Linked DNA regions of Mus musculus: all the other regions are linked to region 3. Evidence: chromatin contacts called from public Hi-C and promoter capture Hi-C data. All regions are on one chromosome and are shown on one strand. The core of a region is the stretch at or near the end of the contact, and the rest is flanking DNA. Distances in the headings are between cores, read along the strand shown.

What was found. Promoter capture Hi-C pulls out the DNA fragments that hold promoters and counts their contacts. Hi-C and Micro-C count contacts between places; a contact is called where the count stands out from the background.
Region 1: a promoter capture Hi-C map of pre-B cells shows a contact between it and region 3, with 2.3 times the contacts expected there. The contact joins the promoter of Gpr89 here to the promoter of Phgdh in region 3. A contact is called at or near these places in 1 of 39 promoter capture datasets (pre-B cells) and 1 of 484 Hi-C or Micro-C datasets (B cells).
Region 2: a Hi-C map of B cells shows a contact between it and region 3, with 6 read pairs. The contact joins the promoter of Acp6 here to the promoter of Phgdh in region 3. A contact is called at or near these places in 1 of 39 promoter capture datasets (pre-B cells) and 1 of 484 Hi-C or Micro-C datasets (B cells).

Annotation. Positions count from the first base shown.
Region 1 is chr3:96,901,914-96,906,699 of GRCm38.p6, forward strand. It overlaps Gpr89 (G protein-coupled receptor 89), which reads right to left and starts at 3,385. Exons shown (of 14, transcript NM_026229.4): 1 at 3,269-3,385. The coding sequence starts at 3,310.
Region 2 is chr3:97,157,134-97,162,026 of GRCm38.p6, forward strand. Acp6 (acid phosphatase 6, lysophosphatidic) reads left to right here and starts at 1,644. Exons shown (of 10, transcript NM_019800.4): 1 at 1,644-2,232. The coding sequence starts at 2,035. It overlaps n-TEctc12 (a tRNA gene), which reads left to right and starts at 952; the gene lies at 952-1,023.
Region 3 is chr3:98,337,382-98,341,673 of GRCm38.p6, forward strand. It overlaps Phgdh (3-phosphoglycerate dehydrogenase), which reads right to left and starts at 2,588. Exons shown (of 12, transcript NM_016966.3): 1 at 2,314-2,588. The coding sequence starts at 2,451.

The DNA of each region.
Region 1 (4,786 bases), core at 2,135-4,634, 1.4 Mb before region 3:
TGACTGGCAGCCATGAAGAAAGGTGTCAAGTTGGGCACTTAGGAATGGGAGAGGTATGTATGGTCAGATGTGTAACTTAATGAAAATCAATACCCAAACAAAACAAAAAAACAATCAAGATAAAAAGGATGGAATCTCAGACAAGAAATAAGAAGTTTGGATGATGATATAGATATAGAATGGGGACACAGGGGCAGATATATAGCTTTAATGAGTTCTCACATGCTCCACTGACAAAGCCTGAAAGGGCTTTTAAATCCTGCGCAGATGAACAAGCAAGTACAGTTGGTGTGGTTATCTGAGCCAGCAGTGGGGCTGCTCAGGAGGCAAAGCAGGAGGGTCCCGAGCCCAGAAATCTGAGGTCAGCTTTGAGCAACATACTGAGACCTTCTCTTAAAAAATAAAAGAAAGGAAGGAAGAAAGGAAGAAATTGGAGTATTTATTATATCAGGATAAATATGAACTCTTGCAACACTATAAAGGAAAAAGCAACTTCAAAATCTTTTCAAATATACTGGAACCTGCATGACTTTTTTTTTTTTTTTTTTTTTTTTTTTTAAAGTGAACAGTTTTACAACTGTGCAGAGCAGACCCTTGACCTTGCGCTCAGTGTACTGCGGGGACTTATGAGTGGACTCTGGAACTGATAAAACGTAACAGCTGAACACAGCTCAGCACAGGTGGATGACAGTTGCTTTTATGAAATGACTTCAAGGTTGGAAGGGTAGATTAAAAAAAAAAGACAATGGTTGGCAGAACAGTTAGCAAGAATTAACTGGGAAAGACACCTCTCTTGGGATTTACTCATGCTTCTATCCATTAGCCAATACTTCTTAGTGATTACTGTGTGCCAAGTGCTGGAGGTAGATTGGTGACTGCTGCTCTCAAAGGGCAGATAACTTATGAAAGAGATAACGAGTAACTATAAGACAGTATGGCAGCCCAGAAGGGACATGAGTGAAGGGCATTATGGTGACATGAAGAGAAACACTGGTCTAACTTGGTTCAGAAGTATTTGGATATCCAAGCTGAAATGTGAAGGCTGAACAGCAATCAGCTGGCCAGGAGGGAGAGGGGCAGGTATGAGGGGGAGAATTCCATAAAAAGACACTGTGGAAATCTGGAGGCACGATGGCACAGCCAGGTTAAGAAACTAAAAGAAGTTTAGGAAGTCTATACAGTATAAAAAACAAAATGAGAACATGGTGAGTGAGACACAAGGCTAAATAGCCAAAAGTCAGGGTCCTATCGTAAGCCGCTATATATGACATGTTAAGGACTTTGTGCTTTATTCTGTGGCATGAACAAAAATGTCAGAGGTAATAAGTTTTATAAAGTTTAATTTCTTTTATTATTTGTGTGCTTGCACATGCGCTTGCAAGTAGAAGGCAGGGGTCAATTTTTGGGAGTTAGTTCTCTCCTTCCATTCTGAGCACCAAGATCTAACTCAGGTTTCAGGCTTGGGCAGCAAGTGCCTTTATCCGCTCAGTCATCTCATTGGCCTGAGGTGAGAGTCTCTGATATGAAGTTTCTGATTTCATACCACATAAACCTTCCAGTTCATATGGAACAGGAAAAATGGTGCATGCATTGCTTTCCTGTTAACCACATTTCCCTAAGGCCTTACTTGGCCTCCACTCTGCCACCAAATGGGTCAGATGCTAGGGAATACAAGAGAGAGTAAGAAAGATACTATCTTGGATTTCATGGGGAAGGAAAATAAAACATACATGAGAAAGAAAGTGGCTGGAATGAAAGGCCCCTTTGGTTATTGATAGGGGACAAGTTACGCCTCCCTGTGGTGACATTTTCATTTAATTAACACCTCAATGATGGCAAAGTAGCCCCAAAACATATAAAGACAGGGAACATTTGACGCAAAGGATTGTTTGGGTTTTAGATTTCAGCACTTTGGTTGGTTAAATTTAATATTTCATGTGGATATATTTGTAAAAGTTAAAGATTATAAATTTAAGGCATAAAAGTTTAGAAAGCCATATTCTTGGGAACTTTTGAATTATGTTCATGTTAATCTCACAGGTGAAAGTGCATGGAAATTTTCTAATTATACTCTTATTTTTGTACTCTTTAACAAGCTGGGAATGGACATTTATATTTACCTGTGGGGGGAAAAACTCTTAAAACTTAAATGTTTTTTTTTTTCTTGAATTGGTAGTAAGGCTGAAAGCCACTCTGTGTCATTATCAAGGACAACAGGGGAGGCGCAGAGAGATTTGAAGCAGAAGGCAGAGTGTCCAGAGTTTTGTGTATTTACAGATTTGAACACTATGCTAGCAACAAAAGCAGTCAAATGTACTTGAAAGGTATTAATTTTGAAAAGGGAAAAATGGTTACTGTATTAGAGTGGTGAAATGGGTTGGCTTTTTCTTGTTTTACATTTTCTTAAGTGTTGTTACCGACGTTTTCAAGAGGTGAGGGCAATGCTCTGCTGAGGGAAGCATTGGGATGCAGCTGCACAAACCCTAAATTCAAGGATGTACCTCACTTACGTCCCTCAGGGGAACTGTTTCTTTCCCTTGCCATTTGGATGCGATGAAGAGAAAAAAAAATCTTTTACTGGAAAGATGCGGGGTGAGAGCGATAATGCAAGCAAAGAAGCGTCTGCAGTTGCTTAGTGAGTGCTTGCATTTGAAAGTGGGTACATGGCTATGCACATAAATACATACATGATATCAGGGCTATCATAAACACTTGGGGTGGGGTGGGAGGAAACCCTGGAGAGACACGACTGATGGGAAAAGCAAGAGGCTCACTAGACGAAGCGAGCAGAACTTGCCAGTGGTTTATACTTCTTCGGTTTTGTTTAACGGTAGATAGAGGTGGCCAAGTGAGAAGAAAACGTGGGTCGACCGCGACCCGCAAAGAGTGAACAGCAACCAGAGAACGAAAGATGAGGTGTCACTGCACAAAGGAAAGCTCAGACTTGGACCTCGCGGAGGCAAACGTGTCAGCACCCGGATCCTGCAAAGCCCATACCCGTCCCGGTCCTCAGCCCTGGTAGGCACGCTGCCGTGGGCCTCCCGCCGGGAGCCAAGCTTCTCCAGGCTCCGTGGTCCGCGGAGCTGCCCGGAAGCCTCGGGGCGCCGTGGGTACTGACCCCCGCATGGCACCGGCTCAGCGCTGGGGCCAGCCAGGCCCTCCCCAGAGTCTGGGGACGCACGCTAGGTGAGTGACAGCACCACACGTCAGCCTTCGCCACCCGGGCAAGGGAGCGGGCTGAGCAAATCCAGGTTCTCCCAAGGCTCACCTGGGAGGTGATCATGATGCTGGAGTCGATCAGGAAGCTCATGGCGAAGCCTCGGGAGGCCCATGCCCAGCTGTCTACCCCTCAGAGAAGCCGCGGCTTAAGACCTGTCCACCTGCTGTGGTAGGCGGCCTGGCCTGGCGCGTGCTTACGTCATCAAGATGCGCCCTAGCCAGCCAATCAGCGGCCGCATTCTCCGTTTGCCTGGAAGGTGAGGGTGGGCAGGGCTGGAAGCCGCTGGGTAGACTCAAAGCAGATGTGTTTCTTCTTAGTAGGCACAAGGAGGTGAGGAGAGGTAACATTTGCTTTAAGTGGCACTGCCATTAAATATAATGAAATTATTTTTATATTTTTCATAGCTAGAAACACTGGGGTGAGAGTTGTGCGAGGTCCTCAGTGACATTCCCAACACGGCAGAAAGTAAAAATAAGTTAACATAGCGAGTGAGGCTTTAAGTCAAGTAGTGTGTTGCAGATGTTACAGATTTTACTTGGTTTAAAAAGCAGTGTGACATCTATAAGCGAAAGGATGGTGGACAGGAACGTAAGAGTCTTCTCAAACATAGCTAAGTAAATTTCTGATATGATAACGTCAAAAGCACACGGCTTATAAGAGTGTGCACTCATTGGACTCTAATGAGACCGCCATTATAGTTGGCGCTTTAGGGTGTGGAGTATTAGGCCAAAGGACGAGAAATTACATGAAGACAGATTTTAATTCAAAATAATAATTACGTAGGAGTCTTAAAGGTGGGCTATGTTAGAAAGTAGTTTCCCCCTTCCCAACACAGTCTGAGTGGCTGTGGCTCAACTACAAAGTGAATTATAATTCCTTCCATTAGATACTCCATTTATGAAGGCTTAATATACTACAATGGGACTTAGACTTTTCCCACTAGAACCCTAGCTAGTCTTATTGTAAAGACTAGTTACAGTCAAGGCTTGTAAGGGTGCAAGTGTATGTTGCAGGGGATGCTGGTATCTAGAAAGTGAGTGCTCAGATTATAATATAAATAAACAAGAACATTCCCCCAGGTTGCCACACATAAAGAAAGACCCCTGTTCCTTTGATCTGAAGCCTGTCTTACCAAGCAGCCTGTCCTAGTTAGGGCTACTATTGCTGTGTTGAAACACCATGACCGAAAACAAGTTGGGGAGAAAAGGGTTTATTTCAGCCTACACTTTCACACTGTAGTTCCCTTTTGAGGGAAGTCATGACAGGAACTCAAACAGGGCAGGGATCCTGAGGCAGGAGCTGATGCAGAGGCAATGGGTGTGTGTGTGTGTGTGTGTGTGTGTGTGTGTGTGTGTGTGTTGCTTACTGGCTTACTTGTGGCTTGCTCAGCCTGCTTCATATGTGTATAACTCAGACATGGCAACACCCACAATAGACTGGGCCTTCTATCACCAATCACTAATTAAGAAAATGCTCTACAATTTTGCTTCCAGTCCAATCTTATGGAGGCATTTTTCTCAATTGAGTTTCCTTCTTCTTAGATAACTTTAGGTTGTGTCAAATTGA
Region 2 (4,893 bases), core at 394-2,893, 1.2 Mb before region 3:
GGGTCTGAGCTAGGATAGGGCAAGGAAAACTATTGGGACACAAGAAGACAAGGGGGTCCCCACTCTCACTAGTCATCAAGCAAGGATTCCTTTACTGAAGGCCATTCTCCCCTTGTGGCTGTAAATCCACAATCTGAGACTCTCACTAGAAACCGCAGGGGCTCCTGGTTTTACCTTAGCAGACTCTAATCTAGATGAGGTTCCCTGAAGTTGTCCTCTAGTTGCACCAGAAACCAGAAGGGGTCAGGGTGAAGTGTAGCAACCCTTCCAGATGTGAAGGAGGTGGGGTGGGGTGTGCTTCTCTCTCTCTCTCTCTCTCTCTCTCTTTTTCCCCAGACATGGCTTCTCTGTGTAGCCTTGGATATCCTGGAACTCAACTGTAGAGCAGGTTAGCCTTGAACTCACAAAGATATGCCTGCCTCTGCTTCCTGAATGCTGAAATTAAAGGCCTGCACCACCACGCAGGGCCAAGATGTATCTTGAGAGTCACTAAAAGAATGTATCTGGTAACTGCTAAGACATTTTGCTGTGAATCTCTTATGGGAAGCCCAGACCCATCCACAGGTGTCTTGTTCTCTCACTAAGCATCTCTCTGTCATAGCTCTTTTGCCTAAAATCGGTTACAAATGGCTTCTAATAAACTGAGACTATTCTGTGAGAAGCCCATAGCCATGTAAGGTGTGTTATGTTCTTTTTTTTTTTTCTTTTTTTTTTTTTTTTCCTGTTGCTTTTCTTTCCATTCCAAACAGACTTCAAGTCTATTTTTTACTGGTTTGCTTTGAAATTCATTTCGAAGTTGAAGCCCACGATACTGTTCCGCAGTTAAAAGATTAGGAGAATGCCTTCAGATGTTGACAACACTACCGCCATTCCTCCAGGCCTCTCCTGACACTCTTTGGTGGCTCCAATCCAGGTCTACTATCTTCCCTCTCAAGCCTCTGTCTCCTAACTTCCCTGGTGGTCTAGTGGTTAGGATTCGGCGCTCTCACCGCCGCGGCCCGGGTTCGATTCCCGGTCAGGGAAATACTGTTTTTTCTCTCACAATTTTCTAAAAAAAGTACTTAATAATCACTCGAGAAAAAACAAAAAACAAAAACAAAACAAAAAAACCGCTGGCTCTAATGCTTTGCGCATGCCCCGAGAGTGCTCTACCGCTGAACTACATCCCTAGCTCAATTTTCTTAAACAAAATGGGGAAAGGGAATTTCACAAATAGGAAGCACTCAGCTGATAGATGTTTCAGGTCTTGACTTTAGTAATCTTGCTTTGGGGACTTCAGGGAATTCTTCCACATTCAAACTACTCCCCTTGCCCACCAATCCTAACACTGCCTCCCCTTACCCTCATTTCCTCCCTACTCACCCCAGGCAAAGCCTCAAGGGAAAAAAAAAAAAAAACAGACGAAATCCCTTAATTACCCGGGGCTTCTTGGCAGCCTTAAATTGAAGACTGGCGGGACTGGGAGTGGAACGTGGGAGGCGTGGGGGGGGGGGGCGGGACCTTAAGCATGGCGGGGGGCCGACGGAACTGCCCTCCCTGGGGACCTCGGCCGCGCATAGCATTGTGGAAGTTGTAGTTTTTACGGGTCTGAGTTTCCAGATCGGACGAAGTCTCAGGACTCACTTTCCCGTGCTCCTGTGCGCAGACTTAATTGGAGCAGGTCCGTGGGAGGTCAGGAGATTGCGTGGGGAGCTTGGTTATAAAATGTGGACCCGAATCCCGGGTGTCCGAGGAACTTCTGCTTTTGCGGCCTCCCCTTCACACGGTTTGAAGTGCAAGTTTCAGGTCCAAGTAACTGCCCTGACTGAGCCTGCATGCAGTAGGGGCGGCCGGCAGACGCTAGGCTTAAACTACTAGACAATCTTTCTGCTCCCACCCCTTTCTCTCCACCTCCGGCCTGACTGTCGCTGGGTCGCCCCGCTAGAGTCGCTTGTTCTGAGAGCTTGGATGCACTTGCCCTCCAGTTCCCGCGAACTTCTGAGTAGCTGCTGAGCCGCGTTGCCTGCGGAGCCCTCAGCTTCCACAGCCTCCATCATGCGCGTGTGGGTCCCCGTGGGTGTCCTGACCTCGCTGGCTTACTGCTTCCACCAGCGGCGGGTGGCCCTGGCCGAGCAGCGGGCTCCTAATGGCCAGCGTCCGGTGGACCGCAACCTACTGGAGCTGAAAATGGTGCAGGTGGTGTTTCGACACGGGGCACGGAGTCCGCTCAAGCCTCTCCCGCTGGAGGAGCAGGTGAGAGGCGGCCCACAGAGGGGTTCTTGGGGACACACTTTAGCGTCCCCCGTCGGGGCTCGGGCTGGGTCCAGACCAGAGGGAAACAACAGTAGACTGGCCCTCAGGCTGTGGCCTGGAGTCATCATCCCATGCTCATCCCAAACCACCGGTGTGGTGTGTAAGCCTTCCTGGCTAGGGCAGCCCCTGCCCCCCAAACTTTCAGTTGCTTGGTGTAGTGAAACTTTTCAAAGATGCATAAGAATGTCCCAGGCGGGGGTTCTTATTTAAATGCAGATTCTGATTCTGCGGATGTGGAGTTGGGTCACGTTTCGTAGTTCTGTGGTTGAACTTGAGTTCAAGGACCTTGTAAGTGCCTGGTTGTTAATAACAGAGATCATTGTACCAGGAGATACCTTTAGTGCTTCCGCAGTACAGAGCAAGCTGGCACCTTTGGAACCAGATCTTAATACAGATTTTTCTTGTGGGCTTGCCAGAGACCATTTGAGATCTTGTGAAGTCTTATTGCGGACAAGGACTGTATCTTGGGGTTCTTTAAGGTCAGGTTTAGAAATCTGGAAAGGATTTGTGGTAAGAAGGAGGGAAAGTTAATTAACTAATTTTGTGGCTATAAGTCAGGATAATTATGATTAAAGCACAAATAATTAGCTTTTTGTTTAAAAAATAACCCCTAACAGTATACAAGAAAAGGGCACCAGAAGTCCCTAACACCCCGGGTTGAATTTACCCATGGAGTCTGTATTTGTTCAGTTGCAAATACTCTTAATGGTCATTTCTGTTTTCCTGAAGGGCTGTGAGTTATAGTTTCAACCCAAGATCTGGTCTTTAAAGAGGGTTACACATGAAAAAGCCAAGCAACCAGGGCAGCTCTCACATAAATAAATATCTTTTAGCAGGTGTTTGTTTACCAGGTCTCCAGTTAGCCTGTTCCTATGGCTGTACTACTTTCTGTCTGGCACTGCAACCCACTCTACGCCTTTAACATTAGATCTCTCAGGTTGTCTTATCATTTTGTCTACACATGCCCACCTCTTTGCACCCCTCCTCTCTCTCTATTCTTATTAAAGAGTGTTAGAGAGATATATTTATGTTTTAGACAAAGTTAGCAGTAATAGCAGAGAATAAAAGTTTGTCTGGATCTAGACCCAGTGTATATAGACAGTGCAAATACCTATCAATACCAGCCTGTACTGGTGGATTCCAGTATAGAACTGGTGGATTCCAGTATAGAACTGGTGGATTCCAGTATAGAACTGGTGGATTCCAGTATAGGACTGGCTTCACTGACAAATTATCCCCATTCTTTGTTGAGGGGACTGGGAAGAAAACCAACCCCACTCAGTTCATTACTGGGAAGATATTCATTACATTACTCCTGCCTCTTTGAATTGGAAAAAAAAAAAAAAAAAAAAGGTTTAAATCCTTCCAGGGAGTGTGTGTGTACGTGTGTGAACCAGTTGGTGTGTGATGGGAATCTTACACCTTTATGGTGGAAGCTCCCAATAATCCCAGCTTCGTTAGCTTTTCTTCCTGTAGCTCCAAACTGTGGAGAATGTAGTTCCATGGCCTTGCTTTGTAGAATGAGCAGGACCGTTGCTTTAACGTCCCACTCATACACGGCAGACTGTAGGCTGCTACTTTAAATTTAAAAAAGACTTAGGGGTGTGTGGGTGTGTAGGCCAGAGAAGCTGGAAGAGGCCGTTGGCTCTCCTGGGACTGGAGTTACAGGTGGTTCTGCTCCTCGTGGCGGTGCTTTGGCTGCTGTCCCCAGAGCAAGCACGCTTAGCTGCGAGTTCTCTCGCCAGCCCTAGGCAGAAAGCACGTCTGGTTTTCTTGGATAAAGTTCTGTGAATAAAAGCCTGGGATGGAGCCAGCTCTGGTTGTGAGGAAATGCCATCAGCCTCCTGTGACTGACTCTAATATAATAGGATATATGAATATATGTTATATATCATGTGTGTGTGTATATATATATGTATATATATATATATGTATGTATGTATATATATGTATATATATGTATGTATATATATGTATATATGTGTGTGTATATATATGTATATATATGTGTATATATATATGTATATATATATGTGTGTGTGTGTGTGTGTGTGTATGTATATATATATATCTGAACCTGTTTCTGGATATTGTCTCTCAAGGTTTCTTTTCAAAATCCATGGTTATTGAGTTTTCTAGCCTTCCTTATTCTGCTCTTGTCAGAACAGACTACACAGCGACAATGATAAGACTAAAGTTACCTTTGCTACGATTTCTGATTTCTGACTGGTTTATAGACAGGCGTGCTGTCATCAGGTCAGTCTTCTCACGGGTCCTTACAAAGAGGCATTGTTCGAAACAATACAAGTTTGGCTGAATTGTTTTCTTATCGGTTTGGGTAACAGTTGATCTGTGCTTTGGAAATAAAATCATGGAACTTAGTTGAACATGTTTCTGGCCTTCAGAGTAGCTCCCAATTCACTTTCAAGCAAACTTTTGAACTCGACTTTAAACTTTCCCCCAGGCTTCTTCCAGACAGCGGCAAGGTGACCCCCGGTAGGGAGGTCTTTCAACTCTTATGAAGTTGAGCCTAGCCCAGTCCCTTGTTAAGTTCCTGTCTGCCTTTGACAGTGTGGTTGAGCTGGGAAGCCTGCTGTGTTG
Region 3 (4,292 bases), core at 1,338-3,837:
CCACGTGCCCTCACACCCATTCCAGTACAGGGAACTGAAACCCCACACACGAAACAAGACTCTATCAATATTATTGCGTCTCTACTGTTTTCCATAACACCGATCATGACTTACAAAACTCAGTGCCCCAGTGTGCTCCGTCTTGGTGATTGGCGGTCTATCACTACGGAAGAGAGTGAATGGTAACATCTCCCTGGGCTTAGGGCGAACAGCATGACCAGAATATGAAGCAGCAGAGGCCAGTTCCAGCAAGGGGGAACCCTTGCCTCTTACTGCAAAGATTAAAATGGGGCCTGGCAGGAGACACTTTGCCAGGCTACTCTCAGAAGGAGATAAAATGAGGAGAGACGATGGAAATGTGGGTCCTTCTACAGGTAATCCAAGATTAGAATTGGCATTCTGAACTGGGTATTTTGCCAAGGCACACTAAAGGCTGAGACCAGCCAGCCAAGTCAGCGGCACCCACCCTCCTCTTCTTTCCTGCCAAGTGTCTCTGCTGCTTGAAAGCACCCTGCATTTCTAGCACTGGACTCCCACCCCTACCCTTCAGGCCTGGCCTGCTCCTCACCCTCCTCACACCCCCTCCTCCCGCCCCTCTATTGGATATAACATTTCTCACTGCCCCTAGAAAGCAGCAAAGCCTGCTGCCACTGGTGGCCTGAAAGCCACTCTACAGCCTTCCTGCTCAGCCCACTGCTTAGATTTTAGAATCAAGGTCACTGTCACAGGACATGTGAAGGACGCATGGCTCCATGGGTACTATCCACTCTAAGAGTCACAGCCTGAGCCACCCATAAAGACCATAACAACAATCCCTTCCCTGGACTTTCCATTCCCACAGGCTCCACTGTTTGTTGTCTCAGAACTGTCACCTGACTAGCTGTCTCAGAGTTGGGCCTTATTCCCCAAGAAACCTACAACTCCCCCCCCCCTTTCCTTTTCTTGTCATGCTTTATAGATAGGGTCTCATTCTGTAGCTCGGGCTGGTCTTGAACTCGGAGATAATCAAACTCAGCCTCCTTCATACTAGGCATGAGCCAGCCAGCTCATTTTCACTTTTCTTGTTCTTTCTGAGACAGAGAAAAGACTACTCTGTGTAGTCCTGGCTGTCCTCGAACTCACGGAGATCCACCTGCCTCTGCCTCCTGAGTGCTGGAATTAAAGGTATGTGCCATCTCCACCTAGCTCTTTCAAGCTTCTTAAAGACCAGGCCTAGAAAAAGTCTGCGAATAAGGGCTGCTGGGCACGTGGCTATTAGCTCGGTAGAGGAAAAGGGATTGGGGGCGGGGAAGGGTCTTGGGAGAAATAGACAAGCGAGCTCAGAGAGTTTCCAGGGTTGCAAGAACAACCCCGCTTGGTCTCTGCGGTTTGAGGCCTCAGCCTGAGCAGGAAGACTGGTACATTCCTCCTGGCTGCAGGCCCTAAGCGAGCACGTGGAACTTTGGGGGTGGGGCAGTACAGCTGGGACGAGACAGCATACCTGGATGGATTAGATCTACAGGAAGGGCAGGAACTGAAGTGCTCACAAAGCAGAAACCCCTTCCTTACGTCTGAACAAAGTCACCCGATTTACACAAGCTTTTCAAATAAGTGAAAGACTTTTAAGTTTTATAACGATTAGAGGTTTGCTCCGAAGACTTCGTAGAAGTAACCTGTCCCAACTGCGCTTGGAACAGGATTCTGATGTAGTGAAGTCGGGCCTGATCGGCAATGAAGCCAATGGTGGAGGTTGACTCCCGGCGGCGGCCGCGTGGGCGGCGCGGGGCTCCGGCTGCACCCCCGGGCCGCCCGGAATCCTGCGAGCGCTCCCCGGGGCGGGGGAAAGAGCGCCAAGGTCTTGCATCAGACAAAAGGCGGTGCGAGTCCGCTGCCACAAATGCCACGGGACCCGCAGGAGCAGAGCCAGCGCCCCGCGCCCCCTGCCCCCACCCCAGGAGTCTGCACTGAGCAGGGATGGTGTGCGTGTAGCACCCCGAGCCGGGAGCTCGCAGCCTGGGTCGCCAGGCACGAAAGCTCCAGAGAGGTTCTGGCATTCGAGAGAGGTTCTGGCATCCCGCAGGACCAGATGGAGCAGCTGCACTTTGCAGCGCCGGCAAGAAACACGCGGTAGCAAAAAGCACAAAAAGTTTGCATTCTGCACCTCCAGGCCATTCGTTCCTCTCTGCTTTTCCTCCCTCCCACTGCTGGTCCCGAATCTCCGGAGGCCCCGGGACCAACTGATAAGATAGGGGAGGACAGCCCTGGAACCACTGGGGTCAGCGGGTTTGGCCATAAAGATGCCCGGTGATTACGCTTGTGTCCGGCTCGCCTTACCTGGAGTTCAGCTATCAGCTCCTCCTTGCTCAAGTTCTGCTTCTCCACCACCTGCAGCCCTCCATCTTGCAGGATCTTCCGGCAGCAGGGGTCCAGGCTGTCACTGATGAGTACTTTGCGCAGATTTGCGAAGGCCATTGCTAGAGTCAGGCCTTAGAATCAGTTGCTGTGGGTGGGCAGAAGCACTTAGTTCAGGAAACTGCAAGCAGGGCTGGCTCCGGTGACTGGGCAGGGTTCTCGATCTCCCGCTCCCCCTTTATCCTCCCCCTCCTCGCGCCAACAGTCTCCTTTTGATTGGTCAGAAATGCTTAAACTCTGCTGACTCCGCCTCCCCGGGCAGAGCCTCCCACACATTTTTTTTTTTTTTTTTAAATCCTACACAGACTACACTTCCAGCAGTGAAGCCCTTACCTGCCCCGGGTGAGCTTTAACACGCACGATTTATGCCAGCAGGCTGATTTATATTGGAAATAAACAGAAATACGCTGTCTCCACGAGGGAATTAAATCTCATAGTAACTTCTTTCCTCTTAAAGACCATTTATTGGCTGGGTATTTATAACTCCTAGTTGAGCATAATTAGACTGAGTAAGGCCACGGGTTCGATTCTCAGCAACGCACACACACACACACACACACACACACACACACACACACACACACCGTTAGGAGATTAAGGAACAAGGTGTGTGTGTGTGTGTGTGTGTGTACATAAGAGTTGGTTCTTGCCTTCCACCAATCCCAGTGGGAGATGAGAGACAAGTCTGGGAAAGGCAAGGGCTTCTTATTCCTTACCCCCCAAAAGACTTTAAGATTAAATCTAGATACAGTAAGGGCCATGAATGAGGCTGGAGGACCACTTGAACCCAGGAGTTCCAGGTCAGCCCCAGATGGGAGTCAGGGAGGGGGAGAGAAGTACAAGGGTGGTAGTGGTTTTAGTCTTTAGAAGTTAGATGATTACTTTTTTTTTTTTTAGAAGGGATTAAATCTGTTAGGTAAATTCAGCCTTGATTATATTATATAAATAACACCCCTTACTATTATACCTCACAATCTTAACATCAAATGTAAGTAAGAGAGTCTCTTTCAGAACTATGTACTGACAAGTCCTCTGCCTGTGCTGTTACCTCCATCCACAAAACAGGAACCCTGGCCTTCTTGGAAGAACTGGGGAAGTAGTTCTGCCCTTTCCTCTAGACTTTCCTTCCTTTCCCTTCTCTGGCCCAGCCCCTTGGGAAAAGAGAGACTTCAGCAGCCACAGCAGGCCAGCTCGGATGCCCTTGGCTCTCCGGATAAGAGTAACAGTAACAGGGTTCATAGGGACCGGAGGAGAGCAGCCGACTTAATTTTCTATTTGGAGACCAGTGGTGAGCCCCAAACCTGCACAGTGAGAAGTAAAGCAGATAATTTTTCGGGTAGAATATCAATGATCCAGCGGGGGTTGATTTCCAGCTTCTTAAACAAACAAACAAAAAGAAGAAGAAGAAGAGGAAGAAGAAGAAGAAGAAGAAGAAACGGACTCTGAAAGTATCTCTCCAGGCTTTTGCTTTCTTCTCCGTAACGTGAGCCTGACAGTAGGGAAGTGTCCGATGTGGGGATGAGATAAGAAAGACATCTTGGGGATTAGTGTGCCCTGCACCCCTTCACTCTAAGCCAGTCAGCTGACATGTCAGGTGGCGGGTATCCTTTGAGACACTGTGGAGAACCCTGGAATTGAAACTTTAATGGAGAAAAATCCCCGTGCCAATCCCGCACGATGACACCCGTCTGTGATCTCAGCACTTGGGACGTAGATTTCCAGGGAGATCAGAGCCGAATCAAAATTGATTCCAGGCTATCCTAGGCTACCAGAGATTTTGTCTAGAACAATAAAACAAGAGATGATTTCCTGTTGTCTGTGAGCCCTTGAGCTGGGGTTGGCAGCCCTGGTGAAGATCTCTGGCCTGTTAGGAGAGACTTCATTGATGTGCCTATGACCTT